2 separate regions of the Mus musculus genome follow, and region 1 is linked to region 2. Evidence: chromatin contacts called from public Hi-C data. All regions are on one chromosome and are shown on one strand. The core of a region is the stretch at or near the end of the contact, and the rest is flanking DNA. Distances in the headings are between cores, read along the strand shown.

Region 1 (6,820 bases), core at 4,282-6,781, 110 kb after region 2:
ATGCAGATGCCAGAATATTTTGACTTTTTTTTTCTCTGAGACAGGATTTCTCTGTATAACCCTGGCTGTCCTGGAACTCACTGTGTAGACCAGGCTGGCCTCAAACTCAGAAATCCGCCTACCTCTGCCTCCCGAGTGCTGGGATTAAAGGTGTGCGCCACCACGCCCGGCTTATTTTCACTTTTTAAAACCAAAACGCACCCAGGAGATATAACTTAGTGGGTAGAATGTTTGTCTAGCATGCATGAGTCTCTGGGTTCAATATCCAGCCCTATATTAACTGGGTGTGGTGATAAACCTATAATCTCAGCATTTGGGAGAATTGAGGCAAGAGGATTAGAATCAAGGTCGTCCTCAGCAACAAAACTCAAGGCCAGTTTAGGCTACAGCAAACCCTGTCTCAAAGGCCAGCCTAGACTACAGCAAACCCAAAGGAAAGGATAAGAATCTACCATGTAGGACCAGCACTCCCAATGAGACTATTGATCAGTTGAAATTTTAGACTTGCCACAATTAGTCTTGCTAAGGGAACACATTTTTAACTTACTGGGTTTTGTACATACAGGATATTCTCTATAGAGAACTTTGTTGTGGTTATAACATAATCCCACAATTTATTGGTATTTATCCACGTTATCTCTTCCTCTTAATCCATGCCTTTAAAAATAAGTATGTTAACCGGGCGTGGCACACGCCTTTAATCCCAGCACTCGGGAGACAGAGGTAGGTGGATTTCTGAGTTTGAGGCCAGCCTGGTCTACAAAGTGAGTTCCAGGACAGCCAGGGCTACACAGAGAAACCCTGTCTCGAGGACAAAAAAAAAAAAGTATGTTGGGCATGTGAAAAAAAAAGTGAGAACAGAAAGTGCTGCGATGGAAATTCACCACGTGCTGGGCATGGCGGCACATACCTTAACCTCTGCGCTCAGGAGGCAGAGGCTGGATCTCTGTGAGTTCCAGCCCAGCTGGAGCTGCATGGTGAGACCCTGTCTCAAACAAAACCAAAAGACCATACACTTTGCTGTGAGACTGATGACTGCAGACGCACAGTGGGGAGACACATAGAAGGCTTCTGTGACCATGCCTATACATACCCCGCTCACCCCCTCCAAAAAGAAACAGCTTAGATGAGAAGCCATGAAAGAGAACGCTGAAAAATTATAAGGATGCTGAAGTGTAGCTCTCCACAATTCATGACTTCTGATGGGGGTGGGGGTTGGGGGGGTGGGAAGAAATCAGTGTTATTTAAAGGTATGGCCACTGGGAGTTTGCCCATGCTCCAGTGAGTAGACGGGCAACACAAATGTGGCCTGCTCCTCCTCTTCCTCTTCCTCTTCTTCTTTCTTCTTTTTTTCTTTCTTCTTTCTTCTTTCTTCTTTCTTCTTCTTCTTCTTCTTCTTCTTCTTCTTCTTCTTCTTCCTCTTCCTCTTCCTCTTCCTCTTCCTCTTCCTCTTCTTCTTCTTCTTCTTCTTCTTCTTCTCCTTCTTCTTCTTCTCCCCTCCTCCTCCTTCTGCTCCTCCTCCTCTTCTTTTGTGGGGAGGAGATCACAAAGGTAGAAGGAAAGACCTAGGAGGACTGGGAAGTGAGTGTGATTGCTGTGCATTATGTGAAATTCCCAAATAATAAAAATCTTATGTTGGAAAAAAACAAATAATGCTATTTTCAAGAATCAATAGTAAGTTGAGGCCCAGTGTTTAAGATGACCCATTTAAGCCCCTTGCATCTCACATTCCTCCTGCCTTCCATAGCAATCACCAGGGGAACTGGACATAGCTTTCTTCTTTTTAAATGGGTTTTGTTTTGTTTTGGTTTGGTTTTGGTTTTTTGAGACAGGGTTTCTCTGTATAGTCCTGGCTGTCCTGGAACTCACTCTGTAGACCAGGCTGGCCTCAAACACAGAAATCTGCCTGCCTCTGCCTCCCGAGTGCTGGGATTAAAGGCGTGTGCCACCACGCCCGGCTTCTTTTTAAATATTTTTAAACTTTATTCTGTGTGCATGTGTGTTTTGCTTGTATGTATATCTGTATGAGGGAGTCAGATCCCCTGGAACTGGAGTTACAGACAATTGAGAGCTGCCATGTAGGTGCTGGGAATTGAACCTGGGTCTTCTGGAAGAGCAGCCAGTGCTCTTAACCACTAAGCCATCTCTCCAGCTCCTGGACATAGTTTTCTATGTCCACATTAAATTTAAATAACCAAATATTACATGGATAATTTACACTAGAACTCTCAGTCTACTTATATCTTTTTAGAGTTTACTTATTACATGTAAGTACTGTATTACATGTAACTGTCTTCAGACACACCTGAAGACAGCATCTGATCTCATAACAGAGAGTTGTGAGCCACCGTGTGGTTGCTGGGATTTGAACTCAGGACCTCTGGAAGAGCAGTCAGTGCTCTTAACCTCTGAGCCATCTCTCTAGCCCCCTAGTACTCTCAGTCAATATTTCAAATATTCTACCTCCTGAGGGAAACCATTCTTTAGGTTCCTTTAACAGGCAGAAAGCCCTAGCTGTCTAATTCTGAATTCTGTATCATCTCCATCTTAATGTTCTGATCATGTTACAGAGTGTAATTTAGACAAAGACTACCTGTTTTTATTATACAACTTTCACCACAACTGAATGCATAGACTTATTGCTATGGTTACCTGTTTGTGCTGTACACTGAAATTTAATATGTTTTTTCTGTAGCCTTCACTTCCAGTACAGCAAGATCACAATGAGGCCGTAAGCCAGAAGAGCTAAGGAAGCAAGCTTAAAATCCCTTACACACATGATTAAAATAACTAGTAACCATGACTTTACTAACACAGCTGCCTGCCTAAGTTCTGCTTAAGGAGTATGGCTTTTCTTAGTCAATATCATTTTCAGTACAGCCAAGAGCCACATATTGAACAAGTGTATAAAAAGAAGTTCCTCAAACAATAGTCCGAAAGACAATACTTAAAACTTTATAGCTATCTAGCATCTCACATCCCCTGCAGATTAGACTGTACACTGTGTAGTAGATACACAGTAAAACATATCCTGACCTCCAAGCGGCCTTCCATATTTGTTATCTCTGTGACCGTAGCATTCTTGCTCAGCATCTTAGAAAAAGAGAGGTGTGTGATAAAATGAAGATAAAGATCTAGCAGAACTCAAAACAACCCTGAGATTCCACCTTACACAAGTCAGAATGGCTAAGATCAAAAATTCAGGTGACAGCAGATGCTGTCGAGGATGTGGAGAAAGAGGAACACTCCTCCATTGCTGGTGGAATTGCAAGCTGGTACAACCACTCTGGAAATCAGTCTGGCGGTTCCTCAGAAAATTGGGCATAGTACTACCGGAGGATCCAGCAATATCTCTCCTGGGAATATATCCAGAAGATGTTCTAACTGGTAATAAGAACACATGCTCCACTATGTTTATAGCAGCTTTATTTATAATAGCCAGAAGCTGGAGAGAACCCAGTTGTCCCTCATCAGAGGAATGGATACAGAAAATGTGGTACATTTACACAATGGAGTACTACTCAGCTATTAAAAACAATGAATTTATGAAATTCCTAGGCAAATGGATGGATCTGGAGGGTATCATCCTGCGTGAGGTAACCCAATCACAAAAGAACTCACATGATATGCACTCACTGATAAGTGGATTTTAGCCCAGAAACTTAGAATACCCAAGATACAACTTGCAAAACACATGAAACTCAAGAAGAAAGAAGAGCAAAGTGTGGACAATTTGCCCCTTCTTAGAATTGGGAACAAAACACCCATGGAAGGAGTTACAGAGTCAAAGTTTGGAGCTGAGACGAAAGGATGGACCATCCAGACACTGCCCCACCTGGGGGTCCATCCCATAATCAGCCACCAAACACAGACACTATTGCATATGCCAGCAAGATTTTGCTGAAGGGACCCTGATATAGCTGTCTCTTGTGAGGCTAAGCCAATCCCTGGCAAACATAGAAGTGGATGCTCACAGTCAGCTATTGGATGGAACACAGGGCCTTCAATGGAGGAGCTAGAGAAAGTACCCAAGGAGCTAAAGGGATCTGCAACCCTATAGGTGAAACAACAATATGAACTAATCAGTACTCCCAGAGCTCGTGTCTCTAGCTGCATATGTAGCAGAAGATGGCCTAGTTGGCCATCATTGGGAAGAGAGGCCCCTTGGTATTGCAAACTTTATATCCCCAGTACAGGGGAAACACCAGGGCCAAGAAGTGGGAGTGAGTGAGTAGGGGAGCGGGGTGGGGGTGGGGGCCGTGGCGGTGGGGGTTGGGAGTAGGGTATAGGGGACTTTCAGGATAGCATTTGAAATGTAAATGAAGTAAATACCTAATTAAAAATGGAGGAAAAAAAAGGTCTAGCAGAACTATTTTAGAGTGTGTGTTTTATATCTGGAAAGAATAGAGAAGGTCAATCAATATAGGTATGTACACAGATATAGGTATGTACACAGATATCAATAATGAAAAAATGAAGGCTGCCAAGATCTGAGTTCCCCAACTGTCACAGTTGTGATGGCAGGTCCCTGGTCCTGTTTGGTTTCTGCTTTCAGTTCTGAACACAATGGCAAACAGAAAGTAAGATTTAATAAACACTTGCTCAAATCAGGGGGAAGAGGTATGCATATAACAGGACAACGCCTTTCTGTCATTATGAATCCCCCCCCCCCCACACCCAGCTTACAGGAATTCCCTTGAGTTTTAGTTGGATGCATTCCCCAGCCTTTGTTATTAAGCATGTTCTGTGACTAATTCTGGAGTGGAAACCAAGCAAAATGATGTGTGCATCTTTCCAGCCCTGTCCTTGGAAGGCATGGGCATGTTGTCTTCCTCCCCCTTCTGCCTACAAGTGGACTCGGGATGAGCAACAGGGGCCACCTACCAGAAACCTTGCCTTTCTCAAAGATTTACTGAGTTGGTAAGATACTGCTAGCAGATGCATGAGTCCTCCATACCATGGCCTTTGGGCTAATTGCACAGGGATACAGGGATTACAAAATTTAAAGAGAGAGAGAGAGAGAGAGAGAGAGAGAGAGAGAGAGAGAGAGAGAGAGAGAAGAGAAGAGGAAAAGAAAAGAAGAGAAAAGAAAGGAAAAGAAAAGAAAGGAAAAGAAAAGAAAAGAAAAGAAAAGAAAAGAAAAGAAAAGAAAAGAAAAGAAAAGAAAAGAAAAGAAAAGCGAATTTTTGAGTCTCATGCCTAGACTCAGAATCCCTGATGATGGGTCCAGCCATCTCCATTTTAACGGGCTTCAGGTGCCTGAGAGTTAAACCGCCGGAACTACTTCACCTACTTCAATCTCTAAGTGTTTAAAGAAGGAGACCAAGCCAGAATGCTCAGGAACCCTGGCCTGAGCTTCCAAGTGGGGCTGAACGGCTGCCAACTGCCCACAGGAGTACAAGAAACTGGTGAAGAGTCACCCCTACCAGTTCCCACTGGGAAAGCCTGGCGCAGAGCCCTTCCCCCGCCCCCTCCCGTTGCCATGGAGATCCGGGCACCCTGAGGGACCCGATTTCCGCATCCAGGGTTCAGTGTGGACCCAGCTCCTTGCTCCTTGCTGCCTTACCCACTAGGGCTGCCTCACGAGCTCCGGGACGGTCACGAGAAGTGTCCCCTTAGGGACCCAGAGCTCCGCTTTCTTTCAGGGACCCGGAGAGAGCCGAGAGCTCGGCCTGAGCAGTGTCCCCGGAGCGCGAGGGCGAGCCCCGAGGAGGCAGCGTCTCCCTCAGGGACCCTGGACGTAGCTGGCGCGGGCGCCGAGCGCTTTCCCCCGGCCGAACCCGGTGGGTGGTGTGGCTGCACTTAAACCAAACGGCCTCCGCGGGCCGCGGCTTCCCGGGGCTCCCGAGGGCCTGTTACCTCCTCCATCGCCCCAAGTGCAGAGGCTGCCGCGTCTTCAGCCCCAGAGCCCCGGAAAACATCCCAACCCCAGAGAAGGGCGGATTCGCGGAGAAGGTGATAGGACCTTTACTCCCTGGGATGCCGGGATGCTTAGGGGGACCTAGTGGGTCTGTCCTTAATGGGCTGTGACAAAGGGTGCTGGTGGTGGTGATGCTGGTGGTTGTGGTGGTGAGGTTCTCCAGCTGTCTCCCCCCCTCCCCCCACCCCCTGTGCAAGTTTTCATTGCAGTTGGAAGTATGGGATGTTCCGATGGGCTAGTACATGTCATGTCTCTAAGGTCACAAAAAAAGGGGACATCAAGCCAGGCGGTGGTGGCGCATGCCTTTAATCCAAGCACTTAGGAGGCAGAGGCAGGCAGATTTCTGAGTTCAAGGCCAGCCTGGGCTACAGAGTGAGTTCCAGGACAGCCAGGGCTACAAAGAGAAACCCTGTCTCGAAAAGAGAGAGAGAGAGAGAGAGAGAGAGAGAGAGAGAGAGAGAGAGAGAGAGAGAGAGAGAGAGAGAGAGAGAGAGAGAATTAAGATAGGTGCTGTAGATACAGAGATTTACTAAGATAACCTTCTCTTTTCTCAGAGACGATGCTTAAGACTACAAGGATAGAGATCTCCCTGGACCACATGATTTGAACTTGAAGCTTGAGTTATTGACATCAGGGGCAAACATGCTGGACCCAACGAGTGAAAGGGACCTTTTTGACCAAGAAAACATGGAGGAGATCTCCCAACTCGCTTCCCTGGAGATGTCGGGGGATGTAGTCGCCAATACAAACTCTTCAACCGTCGTCCTAGAAAAACCCAGCTACCCAGACTCCGTGTACGTTACGGCAGCGAACATTTTTCAGGGTATTCGGATCCAAAGGTCGCCAGACAAAGTCATAATAAATTACGGAAGTGAACCCCTGCAGCCCTCCTCCTCCCGC
Region 2 (6,858 bases), core at 3,701-6,200:
GGCCAGAGCAAGTAGAGGTACTGAATTCAATTCCCAGCAACCATATGATAGCTCACAACCATCTGTATAGCTACAGTGTATTCGTATACATAAAACTAAAATGAATAAATCTTAAAATATATATATTTATAGTCAATCGGTTGACTGTTAAAACTACAGGGGGTGGAAGCAAAGAAATGGCTTGGCCATCTCACTGTGTAATCCTGTTCCTGTAAGTTCAATTCTCAGAACTCACAAAATGGTGAAAGGAGAAAATTAACTCCACAAAGTTGTCATCTGACGCCTATATCATCACAAATGAACATGCACTTGCGCGTGCACACACACACACACATATATGCACACACACAGAGAAACAATTATTATTTTAGAGTACACTATTGAGTGTTCTGGAGAAGTGGCTAAGGAGTTAAAAGCAGATCAGGACCCAAGCTCATGTCCCAGCACTCAGACCACAAGGAGCTGGTCACCACTGCCTGCAACTTCCCCTCTGACTCATTCTTCTGGCCTCCTCTGGTACCTGCACTCTTGTGCATATGCACACACAAACACAGCAAAAGCAAAAGCAATAAAAAAAAAAACAAAAAAAAAAACACAAGCTGAAGAGGAAGCTCAGGGGCTAAGAGCTCTTGCTGTTTGTCCAAAAAAGCGGGAGTTTAGATCTCAGCACCCATATCAGGCAGCTTATAAGTGGCTCCTTCTGGCCTAGTGCACACAAACACACACATGCTCACATTGGCACATGTATGAGCACACACACATGCAGCATGCTCACACTTGCACATATGCACACACACATGCACACACACACACACACACACAAAATAAAAGTAATGTAAGTCTTGGGGCTGGGGAAATTGCTCAGTGGTTAAGAGCACTGACTGCTCTTCTAGAGAACTCGGGTTCAATTCCCTATACCCATGTGGGCTCACAACCTTCTGTAATTCTAGTTCTGTAACTCCTTCTGGCCTTGAAGGCACCATACACACACACACACACACACACACACACACACACACACACACAGTGCACAGACACCCAGGCAAAAACTCAGGTACGTAAAAAAATTTTAATTATAAAAAGTAAAGTCTTAGCCGGGTGGGTCGTGCTGGCAGACACCTTTAATCCCAGCACTCAGAAAGCAGAGGCAGGCCTGATCCAGAGTGGTTGAGGCCAGCCTGGTCTACAGAGTGAGTTCCAGAACAGATAGACAGGGCTACACAGAGAAACCCTGACTCGAAAAACCAAAATAGCACTAATGATAATAAAAATGATAATGTCTTTAAAAAAAAAAAAATCAATGGAGATGGCCATAAAATAATGTCGCTTAATTTTAAATCCTAGACAGTTCTGAAAGGCAATAAGGGACAGAAAAAGCAGTCTGTTTAAGAATTTGGATTTCAAAACAAAGCATTTGCTAGCACTTACACAGTTGTTAAGTCCAGCTACTCAGAAAACCTAGTGTAGCAGGAGGTTCACAGGTTTTAGGCCAGCCTAGACGATGTCAATAAATATGATGACACTGGGAGTTCTGGGAGTGTAGTGACAAGGCACTCGCCTAGCAGGATCTATCTTCGCCCTGAGTTTAATCCCTAGGCAGGGACAGATGACAGCACTCTCCTCTGTGGCACTGGAGCTCGCTTGAACCCAGCACTACAAACACTGAAGACATAGTGCATCCTATCCAGTCAGATAAAGGTAGTCAGGAGGCTTTGCTACGCCAGCCTGTCTTCCTTTAAAGTGAATCATGAAGCTGGCACAAATGAAATTTTTGATTCTCCGTTCTCCCAGGATGTTGCTCCCTGCAAAGTTAGAGGCCTCCAGCGTCTCCATCAGAACAAGGGGAAGGTCAAGGTGGACATGAAAAATACCCAGGCTATCCCTCCCCTCTTCCTCCAGTTTCCCTCAGACAGCTGTGTTTTGTGGGCACCACCCCCGAAGTCATCACATAGGGTCCTGAGGGAGTACTGTGTAACTGAATGGCAGCCTGAACCCCACAAAATGCTACCTTCTCCTTTTGGCTGAGGGCTTTGGTCCATCTAGAGGCTGTGTTCCCTACTGGCAACTTTTGCCAGTTGGCTGTGGCTTCTGCAATTCTCAGTCTCAAACACTTCTGATCTAATGACCACCGTTTGGTGATCAAAACTTCTACCCCTGCAGGTTGTTCCACCCTTTGTGTTCCTTAGTCTGACTCCACAGTAAGACTCTCACTTACCATTCAGTTACTATCTATCTATCTTGTGTGTTTGTTTGTTTTTTGTTTTGGCAAAGTCTCAGTGTGCAGCCCTTTGCTGGCCTGGAACTTGCCTTGTGGACCAGGCTGGCCTTGAACTCCTCCTCCCCTCCCTTTGGTTCCTCCTATCCTACCTTTCAAGGACTGGAGTTAAAGGTATGAGCCACCAAACCCAGCTTTCCAGTTGCCCTGGACCCTCCAATCCCCTGCTTTGGCCTTTTACTTGTAGATTAAAAGGCACGTTCCACCTTGCCTGACCTAAGCCTGAGTTTTTAATTAACTGATTGATTAATTAATTAATTAAGTCCATGGACGACTTAGAGGATTGTTTTCTCCTTCCACCACGGTGAGGGAAGGCTAGAACTCAGGTCCTCAAGTTTGGTGGCCAGCCACCTCAGCAGCTTGAAGAACAGTTTTGATTTGCAGTCCTCCTAAGGAAACTCCTAAGTGAGTCACTATCACACAAACCGGAGGGGAGAAAAGTTCGACTTTTAGCTCCCATAAGTAATGGAGAAAATAAAAGCAAGTCAAAAATAGCTTGTAAGTACCTAGAGAATATCTTTTCATCAGTTTGATAAGACTTAATAAGGAAGCCACATCCCTAAGTGCCTTAGGACAGTCTTAGAGTGTTGTCAACTTTTACCTAATTAAAACAGAGAGTCCTTTATCTGAAATTTTCCATTTCCATTCATTTTGACTGATTTCTTAGCCACCCAGTGACTGCAGGCATATCAGATGTTATATTTGGTAGACTCTACTCTTGTCTCCAGATTGAATTCTCCGCTGGAAACAACAACTAAGCTTCCCCGAGGGTGGCCTTCAGAGATAAATGTCTGCAGGAAGCCCCCCCCCCCCCCCCCCCCCCCGCTCTGCTCCAGTTAACACTCAAGCGAGACGCCCGTCACCAAAAACTCCGAAATCTCAAGCTAATAATCCGCATCTAGTCACCTGTGCCTCAAAAAAGACCAATTACGTTTTTTTCAACTATACACACACACACACACACACACACACACACACACACGGAAAAAGACTCAAGTCTGCAGGAAACAAGATGCGGCTGACCATAGGATTATCTGCTCTCCAAAAGCTGAAGCTTTAAAAAAAAAAATCTTTTTATAAACCCTTTAACTTCCCACTAAAGAAGGAAGACGATCAAATGAGAGATTAATACTAAGGGGGAAAGAAATAGAGAGAGAAAGATGTTGTTTGTTTGTTTTTTCCCAAAAGTCAGGACTCTATGGGGACAGTAGTCAGAACTGCCAAAAGTCCACCTTACCTTCCGTAAGTACTTGGCGTCGCTCACTTCAGAAATTAATACCATTCACAGCCCGGTAGCAATCTACAAGGCTAGGAAGTCACCTACAACATCTTCGCTGGCCGCACACTTTTAAATAGAAAACTAAATTAAAGAGTCTCCAAACTACTTCCCACCGTGCGGCTTAAAGCAACAGATCAGATCGCTCTAGGCTTTAACTCTTCCCGGGTTCTGGGAATTCCAGTTTGTCACAATTTCTTAGCCTGAGTGACCTGCGGTAAGAAACGTCTTCCCGGCCCAGAGCCTGGCTTCTCCGGGTCCGGGCGCTCGGCGGCCGGCTGGGCTGGGTCGTACGAGCCGGCTGCGGTGCGGCTGTGGCCCGGGCGGAGCGGCACAGGGTCGGATCCCGCGGAGCGCGGCGGAGTCCGGCTGCAATCGGTGCCTCTGCAATCCCTGCTCTTCCCGGTTCCCTCCCTCCGCCTCCTGCCCTCCCCCAGACGAGGCCATTCGCCTCACAGTAGCAAGGTTGTCTCGTATACTCCCTTCCCTTAAACTCACCAAACCAGATTTTTACTCCCAACACCGGCAACTTCCCGTAAATCTGCACTGAAATTTTATCCTGCTCGCTGAGCCTCCGCTGGCCGAAGGCCAGTGCAACATTCCTGTTGTTTTAGAAGCGCGGATACCTTAGCTGAAGGTTTAAAAAAAAAAAAAAATCATATCGGACTGGCCCCGATGCGGAGGATTTACGAACTTTGGCCGCTCAAAAAGTCACATCCATTTCAGACATTCAGAAGGGACCCCAGAAGTGGCACCTGCCCCACCTGGGGACATCTAGAAGAGTGGCTTCCGGCCGCCTATGGCTGTTTAGAGTAAGCCACCCTGAGCCTGCACCAAGGACTAAGGACCCTGCGCCTGACTCCCGGGGTGAGCAGTGCCACCGCCCCCGGCCTTGCGGGGCAGGAAGGCGCTGGAGCAGGTAGGGCGGCAGACGAGCCCCGCCGCGGGCCTGCAGGAAGCCAGGACCTCCTGGGCTGTTCTTACCTGAGGCTGAGCATAGCTCGGAGAGCACAGGCAGGCACGTCACGGGGGGCCGGAGCTCTGACCTTTGCCGGAGCCTTCACAGCAGGGCCTGGGGCCTGGGCGCCGCTGCTCGTTCAAAGTGGCTCATTCTGAATGCGCTCTGACCTAGTGTTACAGCTGGTTTCTAGAAAGGGAACAAAAACAGTGCAAGGAGAAACCTCAGCCAAGCCCTCCTTTAACCTTGCCTCTGATCACAGGGGAACTAAGTCTGACCCCCATCCCCACTCCCAGGAAACCCACCCTAGGGCCGCGGCCCCCGCCCCACCCCTCGGGTTACCTGTTTATACAAGAATTAAGGAGCCTCCCGCATTTCAATGGAGCGCTAAGCCTGTTTGCAGCGCGGAAACAGCCAACAGGAATCGAATTCTGTGACTAAACAAACTAGAAGAGGAAGCGGGCACCACAAGGAACCTAAAGTTGTGATTTCGGGTTGCAATGTCATGCAACTGAAAAAAAAAATACTGTTTCACAGTAGGCTACTTTAATTAAAAGAAGGACCCAAAACTACCCCCCCCATCTAGTTAAATGGAAGCTGATAGAATATCGGCATATAGCGTTAGCCACTGTTGTTAGTGATACTATTATTATGTATAATCCGCCCCCCCCCCGTAGAAAAACGTGCAATGGATGTTAGAAGGAGGCTCCAGACCCAACTCTGCCCTCACTATCTGTGAGCAAGTTAATTACCCTCCAGCTCTGAGTTTCTGGAAGATTCTAAGGATGGGAGTTTTGCTTTCACTGTGGACAGTTTCAAGGAGAAGGAAAGACGAAGTCTTTGTGAAGGGGTGTGCAACTGATTTTCGACTCGTGTACAAGTTTCAAGGGAAGTGGAGAGAAGTTGGCCCTGCCTTCCATGAAGTGCAAATCCAACGTCTGTGTCACGCGCGTAATTCTGACTCAGATTTAGGCACTAGACCTGACCTGCCACCCTGCAAGTTACTCCATAGGTTAAAAGTCAGTGCTAGCGGGGCGGTGGTGAGCACGCCTTTAATCCCAATCCCAGCACTTGGGAGGCAGAGGCAGGCAGATTTCTGATTTCGAGGCCAGCCTGGTCTACAGAGTGAGTTCCGGGACAGCCAGGGCTACACAGAGAAACCCTGTCTCAAAAAAAAAAAAAAAACAAAAACAAAAACAAAACAAAACAAAACAAAAACAAAAAGTCAGTGCTAGATAACAGTGAACCATGCAGTTTGAAGATCTGTGAATGTGGGGCGTGTGGGGTGTGGTGGAGGCTTTGAAAACTCATAGATATCATCCATAGTAATAGTGGAGGGTAGAGGGGGTATTTATGTTCCTTTTAACTTGACATATAAATGAAGAAATCCTAATCTCTTTATATTGAGGTCTTTCTTACTCAGGAACCCTTTCACCCATTTCCTTAATCTGATCCTCAGGTCTGCCTCAGGTCTGGAGGTGAAGACACTGTCCGTACAGAGGTTAGGTAAGCAGGCCAACTTTCCCGAGTGCCGACCTTTCCAGTCTAATCGAAAAGTCAGATCTTACCACCATTAGTAAAAGTAATTCCTGAAGCCAGCCAGGAATTCTGAAGTTCTCCATCCTTTTGATCTTCGATCTTTTATCTTTTAGGCAGCAAAAGTCAAGCCAGGCCAGTTTAACCATGTTCTGAATTCAGAATCAAGACTTTGTCGATAGGTGCACACATGTACTGAGAATCGCAGACTGTAGAAAACTCCCAGTTCCGAACTGTTCTAGGGGTTGATACAGTTAGTTAGCCACCAAGACTCCGCAGCTGTAAAAAAGGCTTCGAAACCAGTTTCCAAGAGACTTTCTGAGCTACAGGAGGCACAGCTCTGTGCTTCAAGATAGGTTTTTCCATAGGAAGCTCTGGGCCCAGCCTTGAGATGAGAGGACCACAGAGATTAGAGCAACGGGGTCTGTTAAAGTCAGCAACAAAGTCAACAGCGAAGAAAGGGAGGGAAGGAGAGGAAGGGAGGGAAGATGAAAGAGGTGCAGCTCAGTTGTTGAGCCTTGGCCTCGAATGAATGCAAATGTGTAGAAGCCCTGTGATGTAGTGCTAGCTGCACCTGGGAACTGAGCCCCTGAGAAAGGCACAGGCTCCAGGAAGCAAGTCTTCCTGTGTGCTTCCGAGTCTGCTCCTTTGCCTCAAGTGCTCAACTGCTGCCTGCACTTTTCCTGTCTGCTCATTGATACAGTAAACTGCTGTGCTATTGTGGCTCGTTTGCATAACACTGTAGCACCGCATCCCAGGCTGTTGTGTGAACTTGCTATCCTCCTGCTTCAGTTCCCAGTGATGGGATTGCAC

Evidence for each region. Hi-C and Micro-C count contacts between places; a contact is called where the count stands out from the background.
Region 1: a Hi-C map of nephron progenitors shows a contact between it and region 2, with 2.7 times the contacts expected there. The contact joins the promoter of Nsun7 here to the promoter of Rbm47 in region 2. A contact is called at or near these places in 1 of 39 promoter capture datasets (liver), 1 of 484 Hi-C or Micro-C datasets (nephron progenitors), 1 of 115 datasets of contacts at active chromatin or transcription factors (effector CD8 T cells) and 1 of 9 other capture datasets (adipose tissue).

The regions. Positions count from the first base shown.
Region 1 is chr5:66,254,367-66,261,186 of GRCm38.p6, forward strand. It overlaps Nsun7 (NOL1/NOP2/Sun domain family, member 7), which reads left to right and starts at 5,532. Exons shown (of 13, transcript NM_001302833.1): 1 at 5,532-5,955; 2 at 6,475-6,820. The coding sequence starts at 6,563.
Region 2 is chr5:66,147,004-66,153,861 of GRCm38.p6, forward strand. Rbm47 (RNA binding motif protein 47) reads right to left here and starts at 4,951. Exons shown (of 8, transcript NM_001127382.2): 1 at 4,852-4,951; 2 at 4,536-4,698. Gm26725 (a long non-coding RNA gene) reads left to right here and starts at 4,001. Exons shown (of 5, transcript XR_001785070.2): 1 at 4,001-4,470; 2 at 5,969-6,015.